Linked DNA regions of Gossypium arboreum: region 2 is linked to region 1. A link is a contact called in public Hi-C data. All regions are on one chromosome and are shown on one strand. Each heading gives the region's core, a stretch centred on a gene start, on an enhancer-like site or on the middle of the called end of the contact. The rest is flanking DNA. Distances are from core to core; before and after follow the strand shown.

Evidence for each region. Hi-C and Micro-C count contacts between places; a contact is called where the count stands out from the background.
Region 2: a contact with region 1 is called in a Hi-C map of leaf, with 5 times the contacts expected there. The contact joins the promoter of LOC108480188 here to the promoter of LOC108482005 in region 1. A contact is called at or near these places in 3 of 5 Hi-C or Micro-C datasets (all in leaf).

The regions. Positions count from the first base shown.
Region 1 is chr1:77,158,372-77,162,196 of ASM2569848v2, forward strand. LOC108482005 (protein MIZU-KUSSEI 1-like) reads right to left here and starts at 1,925. Exons shown (of 1, transcript XM_017785110.2): 1 at 1-1,925. The coding sequence starts at 783. The coding sequence ends at 79.
Region 2 is chr1:77,346,216-77,350,040 of ASM2569848v2, forward strand. It overlaps LOC108480188, which reads right to left and starts at 2,107. Exons shown (of 10, transcript XM_017783090.2): 1 at 1,207-2,107; 2 at 1-1,082. The coding sequence starts at 1,968. It overlaps LOC108483116 (a long non-coding RNA gene), which reads left to right and starts at 3,714. Exons shown (of 5, transcript XR_008283524.1): 1 at 3,714-3,825.

The DNA of each region.
Region 1 (3,825 bases), core at 675-3,174:
CACAAACATTAAAGAGAAAAAGTTGATATGTTACACAAGTAAAATATCCAAGTATCTAAATGAACACAAAAAGAAATTCTAATTAGATCTTACAAAGAAAATACTTAGCTCAGGACCAGATGCTGCACCATCTGGATTGATCATATAGAAAGCTTCCGAGTCCTTTGATCCCACCACTCTCTCAAATCTAGCTCTCATATACGTCAGTTCCCCATCGGCCGTCACTGTTTCCTTGTCGTTTGGGCTAGGAAGCACCCCAGCACCCATCGAAACCCCTCGCAAAAGCTGCATGACATGAAGCTCGTCATCCGACAATTGTTTCCTTCTAATAGAATAGCCCATCTTTCTGCCATTGCAGAGCACTGCCCACACGAACTCCTCCAACACTTTCTTCTTATGCGTCTTGGTTTCACTCTCCAACGCTATTCTCACAATCTCAGACGCCATTTCCTTTTGAAGTAAGCTGGTTAGCATTGGTAGTTCAATCACGAATATGGGCACGCTGTGGGGATCGTCTTGTATGGCTAAGCAAACTCGGCCTTTACGATACCCGAAAATTGTACCCGTTGTAGCACTATCTTTAAGCATTGGCTTCCGGGGTCGACCCAATAGTGCTACCATCTTGCACCCGGAGGTTAGCATGGGGAAAAGCTTGAACATGCGCAAGAGACCGCCACTACTACTGGTGGGTTTGCGGTGCTTTTCGCCGGGAGTTGGCCGGAGCAAAGACAGTATTGCCGGATTATCCATTTGGAAATATGGACTGGAGTGAATGGGTGGCATCGTTGGACTTTTTTTCAAGTATTCAATTCAAGGGAGGGGGCTATTGTGAGTAGATTTACAAAGATAAAATTAATATAGAGGGAGAAAATGGGGACCAAGGGGAGGTCTACTTGGTTTTCATTATCCTTGGAATCTTTGGTGGGGAAGAGAAGACGAAGAAAGCCTGAAAGAGACGTTACTTTTATTTATAATTTAGAAATATATATGATAAAATTTAAACAACTTTACATTTCAATCAAGGTTATTTAATTTTAATATGAATTTATTATTCAGTTATAATCTAATTTGATTTATTTATTTTTATTATATTGTGTATATTTTCAATTGTGAAAACACTAAAGTTGTTGCAAGTGTGTTATTGTAAAAAAAGAGATACAAACTTAAGCTTGGTAGTTAAGTGATCTTTCATACTGTTGAATCATTTAACAAATATTAGTAGAAGCAACCATTCAATACCTTCCACCAACAAACACTTCTTAATCAATGAAATTACATCAACAAAAAACAAAGTTAGATTTAATATTCTCAAATTCATAGTGGATCCTAGTTTCTATTTATAGGATATCATAATTCACTAATTCTTTCTTACAAATTCAATCTTTATACTTCTGTTGTTAATATTGTAATATTTAATATTTAGAGTTACTCACGTTTACTCATCAATTTTTAAATAAAAAGATAATTGTGTTTCACCCTCATATGCTTATGCCTACAAAATTATAGTAAATAATTAGGGTGAAGAGAGGATGGTGAAAAGGATAAGATAAAAGGAGGTCGGATCACATCTTGTGTTGAGAAAAACACTCTCAAAAGGAGGAAAGAAAGGACTCTTGTAATGTTGGGTTTATAGCATGGGACTCTGATATATCTACTTTATGCTTCCTAAAAAAAAAAAAGAAAACCCATCACAAATTCTCACTAATTATTGAGGTTCAGCTCATGTTCCACTGTTTCATCCATGGACAATGGGGCAAAGCAAAAAAAAAGAAAAAAGGAGCACCTTTGGTTATGCTTGTGACCGACTTTTCTTTAATGCTGACAGGCCATAGTCTCACTCGATAGAGGCATTTCAGGAAGCACCAAAAACTCGAATATTTGATCATGTTGTTTTCAATTGCCTCAAAACATTTCTCATAATTTGAACCCTAAACAAACTCATCAATCACTGGTAGTTTATAGAGTAAAATTTCCAGTTCTCCTCACATGCCCTGTTAATGATTCAGCAGCCATGTGAAAAACAAAGACAGGTCCTTTTCAAACCGGGATTCATCTAAACAAAACAATGAATCAAATCTGGCTGTAAGTAATAGATGAACTAAAGATGGACCACTCAAAATTGCTCCCCGTCTTAGCTTAATGATAACACTTGAACAAAATTTCCAAAGATTTATTATAGATTGGTATGTTTTAAATCTGGGTTTGGTTAGTGGCCCTCACCAGACTGATTAGACGAAGGGTTACATCATATTCCATAAAAATGATATAGTTGGCGTGTGAGTTTAAAAGCCTTAACAGCTCACCTGGGCTCCATACTAGAAAGAGTTTGCTTATTGAGTTTGATGAATTTGAAGTGCAAACAAACATGCAAGCTCAGAATCACACTTTGTCCAATTATTTAACTGTGTTTCCATGAAAAGAAATAAGAATTACCCAATCAATCAAATTCTTGATAACTATATATCACTTCAATTGATCAACATTAAATACACTAACTTTTCCTTTGTTCAAATTACCAACAAATAGTTAGAACTTTCTATTAATATTTGAATAAATTTGAATTTTAAAGTTAATATTATTGAAAGGATTTTTTAAATATTATCATAACTAGAATAGAATTAAGCTTAAGCTATAAAACAGTAGAAAACACCTATGATTATATAAAAAAAAATCGTCGTTCAAAATTTCTACTAGTTTTTTAGATTGAGTCAATAGACTCTTCCATGTAGTTGACTGCCAGTTCATGATTCATCACTTTCAACTAACCTTAAGTTTGAATAAATAATTATAAAGAAAAAGAAAGGGAAGCAAAGAAAAAGAAAAGGGTTGAATTTCCTATAAATGTTGAAATTAAAAAAAAATAGATTAGGTTATTTTTAAAAAAAATTATAGGACTAGATCAAATTTACGAAAACGCTTCTAGCTGAAAGTGTTTTTAGTTGATTAGTAGAAAAATGTGTTCAGCTAGAAGCGTTTTCAGTGTATTTGCAATAAAACATTTCTAGCTAGAAGCACTTTCTACCACATAAGTTGAAAATGTTTTCAGTTGGAAGCATTTTCTTTGTTTGTTTTTTAGGGCTAGGGTTTAGTTTTTTAAAGCAGGGTTAGGGTTTTGTGGATTTTAGAATTTAGGGTTTTGTAGTTTTTTTTATATTTTTTAAGTTTAAATTTTTGGATTTTTTTATATTTTTAAGTTTTTTATATATATTTTTATATAATTTTTTGGTATGTAAAGTTAATAATATTTGAATTATTAGAATTGAAAAATTCAATTCGATTCAAAATCGAAACTCGAACTACTCGATTTTATTAAATCTTAGTTTTTATTTCTTTTCAAATTTTTTTGAATGCAACTAAGTTTTGATCGTTATTTCCAGTGCATTATTTTCGAACATTCAGATAGGTTCAGTGCATTATTTTCGAACATTCAGATAGGTCCAGTGCATTATTTTCGAACATTGAGATCTAGTGAGAAAAAATATCCCAAGAATCCTAGGATATCTGATGATTTAGTGGGGAAAAGTTTGAAGTTGAAATTACTAGAGGGAAAATGTTCTACGTAGGATGCATTTTCAATGCACTATAAAAAAAAGCACTGAAAGCGCGTCAAGTTAGATATGGTTTCCACTAACATAGCCTGAAACCGCTTCCAGATGGACGCACTTTTTATGTTTTTTTTACAGTGCACTGAAAACGCGTCCTACATAGAGCGTTTTCCCTCTAGCAATTTCAACTCCCCACTAGTCCGGGAAAATTTTCTGAATCAATTGCCGCTCACCCCCGAGTCTATAAAAGCAATCTATTCCAGCATTGAGTGGCATAAGA
Region 2 (3,825 bases), core at 857-3,356, 190 kb after region 1:
AGAGCTAACCAACCTTGAGAAATTGGAACAGAAGATGGACCATGGTCTTCTAGAATGCAAGAAAGAATTCTTATGGCAGAGGACCGAATTTCATTGGAGGAAGATTTTCCAAAAACCCAAGAAAGCAGAATACCAGACCACTTTTGACTTTCTTCAATAGATAAATGCGAGTCCTCAGTTGAGAGCAATTCCAAAGCTTTTGCAAGAGCTTCTTGAACCTGCTGATGCTTTGATGTTATCTTTGCAGTTACCCTCATCAGTTCAAGACCCTTCTCCATTACAGTCCTCCGAGCTTGGTGGCTCCTCTCAACAGCAACTATAAAAGCCGATAAAGCCATTTGAGATAAGGAAATGTCTTCATTTTTGCTTGCATGTGAAGCAGTAGAAAGAAGACTGGATGCCCAATCAGAGACAGAGTCATTTAAGGGAAGATTATGATCTTCCAATAGCAACCGAGCCACCAAGCTACCATGCCATTTCACAGATCTCTCAGGTGCTAGTAAAGCACACATGACAGCCTCTCCGTCTCGATCCAATTCTTCAATATGAGACCTATTGATCTCCGACGCCATTGCCCAGTTGGCTAATGCCCACGCAGCGAAAGGCACAGCAACATGCTGAGAATGCAAATCATCCCAAAGACCAGGAACAACAGCAGCTGACAAATTGGCTTGTTCCACTGAACTACCATGCTTATTCATCAATGCAAGTGTTCTCGGAGTATCCCTATCTAATTCTGAAGGGGTATCATTTGAATGATCTAATGTCATATGCTCAGATGTTCTCGACAGCCCTATAGCAGTCGTCCCTTCAAGAATTTTAATTCCAATCCCTTTCATCCCTCTTCCACCATCATCATCATCATCATTTCTCTCTCCCTCGTCTAAATGCATGTCACCTTCTTCAATAACTTGAACAGCTGCAGCAATATCTCTCATTTCTGCATTTCCCGGTAGCCAAGGCTTAAAAGATTCCTTTTCTACACACTCACAATTGGATGTAACAATATCCATTATAGCAGCCACAAGCATACTTCTACCTTTCAAAGAATCAGAAATATCGAATGAACTACGACCCGAATGCTGCTCCCACACAAAAGCTATTTATCAATGGTAAAACAAAAAACTTAGAAGCACCAACAAGATTAGGGTGCAAAAAAGTTACATTTTCATAATCAGTATATAACAAAAAGAAATAAACACGTACCCTTTTAGATTTATTTTGAGGTTGACATGAAAAAATGAACCTCAACAGATAGGAAACGGCGCCTGGTCTTCCAAGCACGTCTTTGCGCACGTCGGGATCCGCAATTAAGTAAGCCAATGCCCTCGCCGCCTCAGCCTGACTGCCGCAAACATCTGCTTTGCCCACTGCTACCGTCTCCAGGAGCCAATCAACTACCGCGCCGCCACTAGCGTTCACAATCGCCGCTCTGCGGCTCGCATTGGCAGCGGCAATGTCCGCAAGCAAAGACGCCACGCGTAGCTCGAACCCAGCCCGAACTTCGTGGTTTGCGGATGACATCACCGACCTCAACGATTGCCACAAAACAGAGGCGGCAACGCTGGTTTGTTTGGCTTGGTGGACGATCCTCCTGAAGGACTCGTTCGATTTTTGCATCGTGTGCTCGATTGAGTCGTAAAGAGGACTTCTCCTAGGGCTAGGGTTACCGTTACCGCCGGAGGCTTCATTGCCTTTATTGGCAGATAAAACAGCGACGGAAGCAACGATAGCGGAGAGGAGAGTGGCGGAGAGGGCCAAAACGGAATTTCGAGAAAGAGAAACCGTTGCAGAAGGGCGAGTTGAAAGCTGAGTTTGAAAATTTTGCGGCGGCGGTGATTGGGAAGGGACGGGTTGCCGGTTTTTGAGATTGTTAGGGGATTCAACGGAGTTGGGAGAAAAGGAGGAAAACCGTCGCGTATAATGAAGATAGCAACGCCGACGAGATCTTAAGCAGTAACGAAGCATAATTTTAATTCGAAAAAATAAAGGAAAAGATTGGGAAATTCCGTTGAAGCCGCTGTTCAAGAGGATGGCGGGAGGAAAATGGTTGTTTATATATATAGATGGTAAGGACGGTCTATAAAAATGGAATTTTCTAGCCGCATATGCCAACCTTTTTGTCCCTTCCAATACCAGGCCTTTCAATTTTAAACCTTGGGCCTAATTAAAATGGGTTTAATACTCTCTACAAACAAATCAAAAATCCGATATGATGAATTTAAACTCAATTTAACTTGATTTTATCAACAAAACTCAAATTCACCTGAAGTCGATATGATTTCAACCTGAATTTATTTTCAATCCAACTCAAAATTAACTTGACTTGGGTCTAAAATTACTCAAATAAGTAATCCAGCTCTCTTTTTTTCACTTCTTTCGTCCCTTTTCTTGTCGTATCATTAACTATGTTCAACAAAATTGCCACCGTGTTTTTCCTTACTCTTTCATTAATTCTAATCTTGTCATCCAACAAATCACCTAAAACCCTAACTTCACTTGGTTCCCGCATCACTTTTTTACTTTCTTTACTAATGTAGTCGGTTCCAACCATTATATCAATATGTACCGTTCCACTTACTTATACATGAATAATATTAAATAATATAAAATTTATAATTTTTATCATTATATTAATGAATAATACAAACTTTTCCTGAAACATTATGTACCGATTGGTGCATGAATATTTTATATTAAAATTTATTTAATATAATCATTTGATATTTGTAAATATTTATATATATATTAAATATTTTTTAAAAAATATTGATAAATTTAAAATAATACATTGAAATATAACGTTATCAATACACACCAATTCTAATAGAAAAACGATACATCTACTAAACTATCTCGCTCTTCACGCCTTGCAATTTGCATCAACATTGTCATACATCCTCCACGATCCCTACACTTGCATCCTTAACTATCAATGGCACTGGAGCATGAACTGCCTCAAGACCCATCAAACAAACTCAATTCCATAATTAAAGTGTGGCCTCTGGCATCGCCTCCTATGCATTCTTAATCAATTGAGGGGACCCATTGTTATCAATGATGATCAATGCATAAAGAATATCACGTTTTGACTCAAATTTTTCAATAAATTATTTACATTTTTTTATAATTTTTTATATTTTTATAAAATTTTAAATACTTAATTTTTATAATTTTAATCCAAAATACTATATGATAAATGATATGTCATGCCGCATCAATAAAGTTATCAAATGAGGTGTCACATTACATCAGTAATGGCATTAGTAAAATCATCAAATAAGATGTCATGCTAGTTAACAAAGTTGTTAATTAAAATTGAATTTTTTTGACAAAAATTTCAATAATGTGGGCGACATTCAGAAAAAGAAAAAAATTAAATAACAATGAAAAAGAAAAGAAAAAACTTAGGGACAAATTTTGCAATTCTGCTTTAAGAAAATTTGAGAAAATAAAAAATCAACACATTAAAAGAAAAAGCATAAGAATCCACCAAAGACACTACAAGTATACAACTATATATATATATATATATATTTTGAAATAGAGACGACTGGGCTTTTATATATATAATGAACAGAAAAAATGGGCCACAGACCTGCCTAAGAAACAAAGAAAATAAAAGCCCTATCCGGAGCAAAGCCGAACAGGCAAGTTTCCTAAAAACAAAAATGAAACAGCTAAAGAAATATAAACCGACAACCTAATAGATGAATCTAGAAAAAGCAGCCTACTCTACCCCAGTCATTTCAACAACAGTTGTACTCCACATTACTATACGAATCGTTATTTCAGTCTTATCCAGCCTTTCAGTCGATAGCCTTG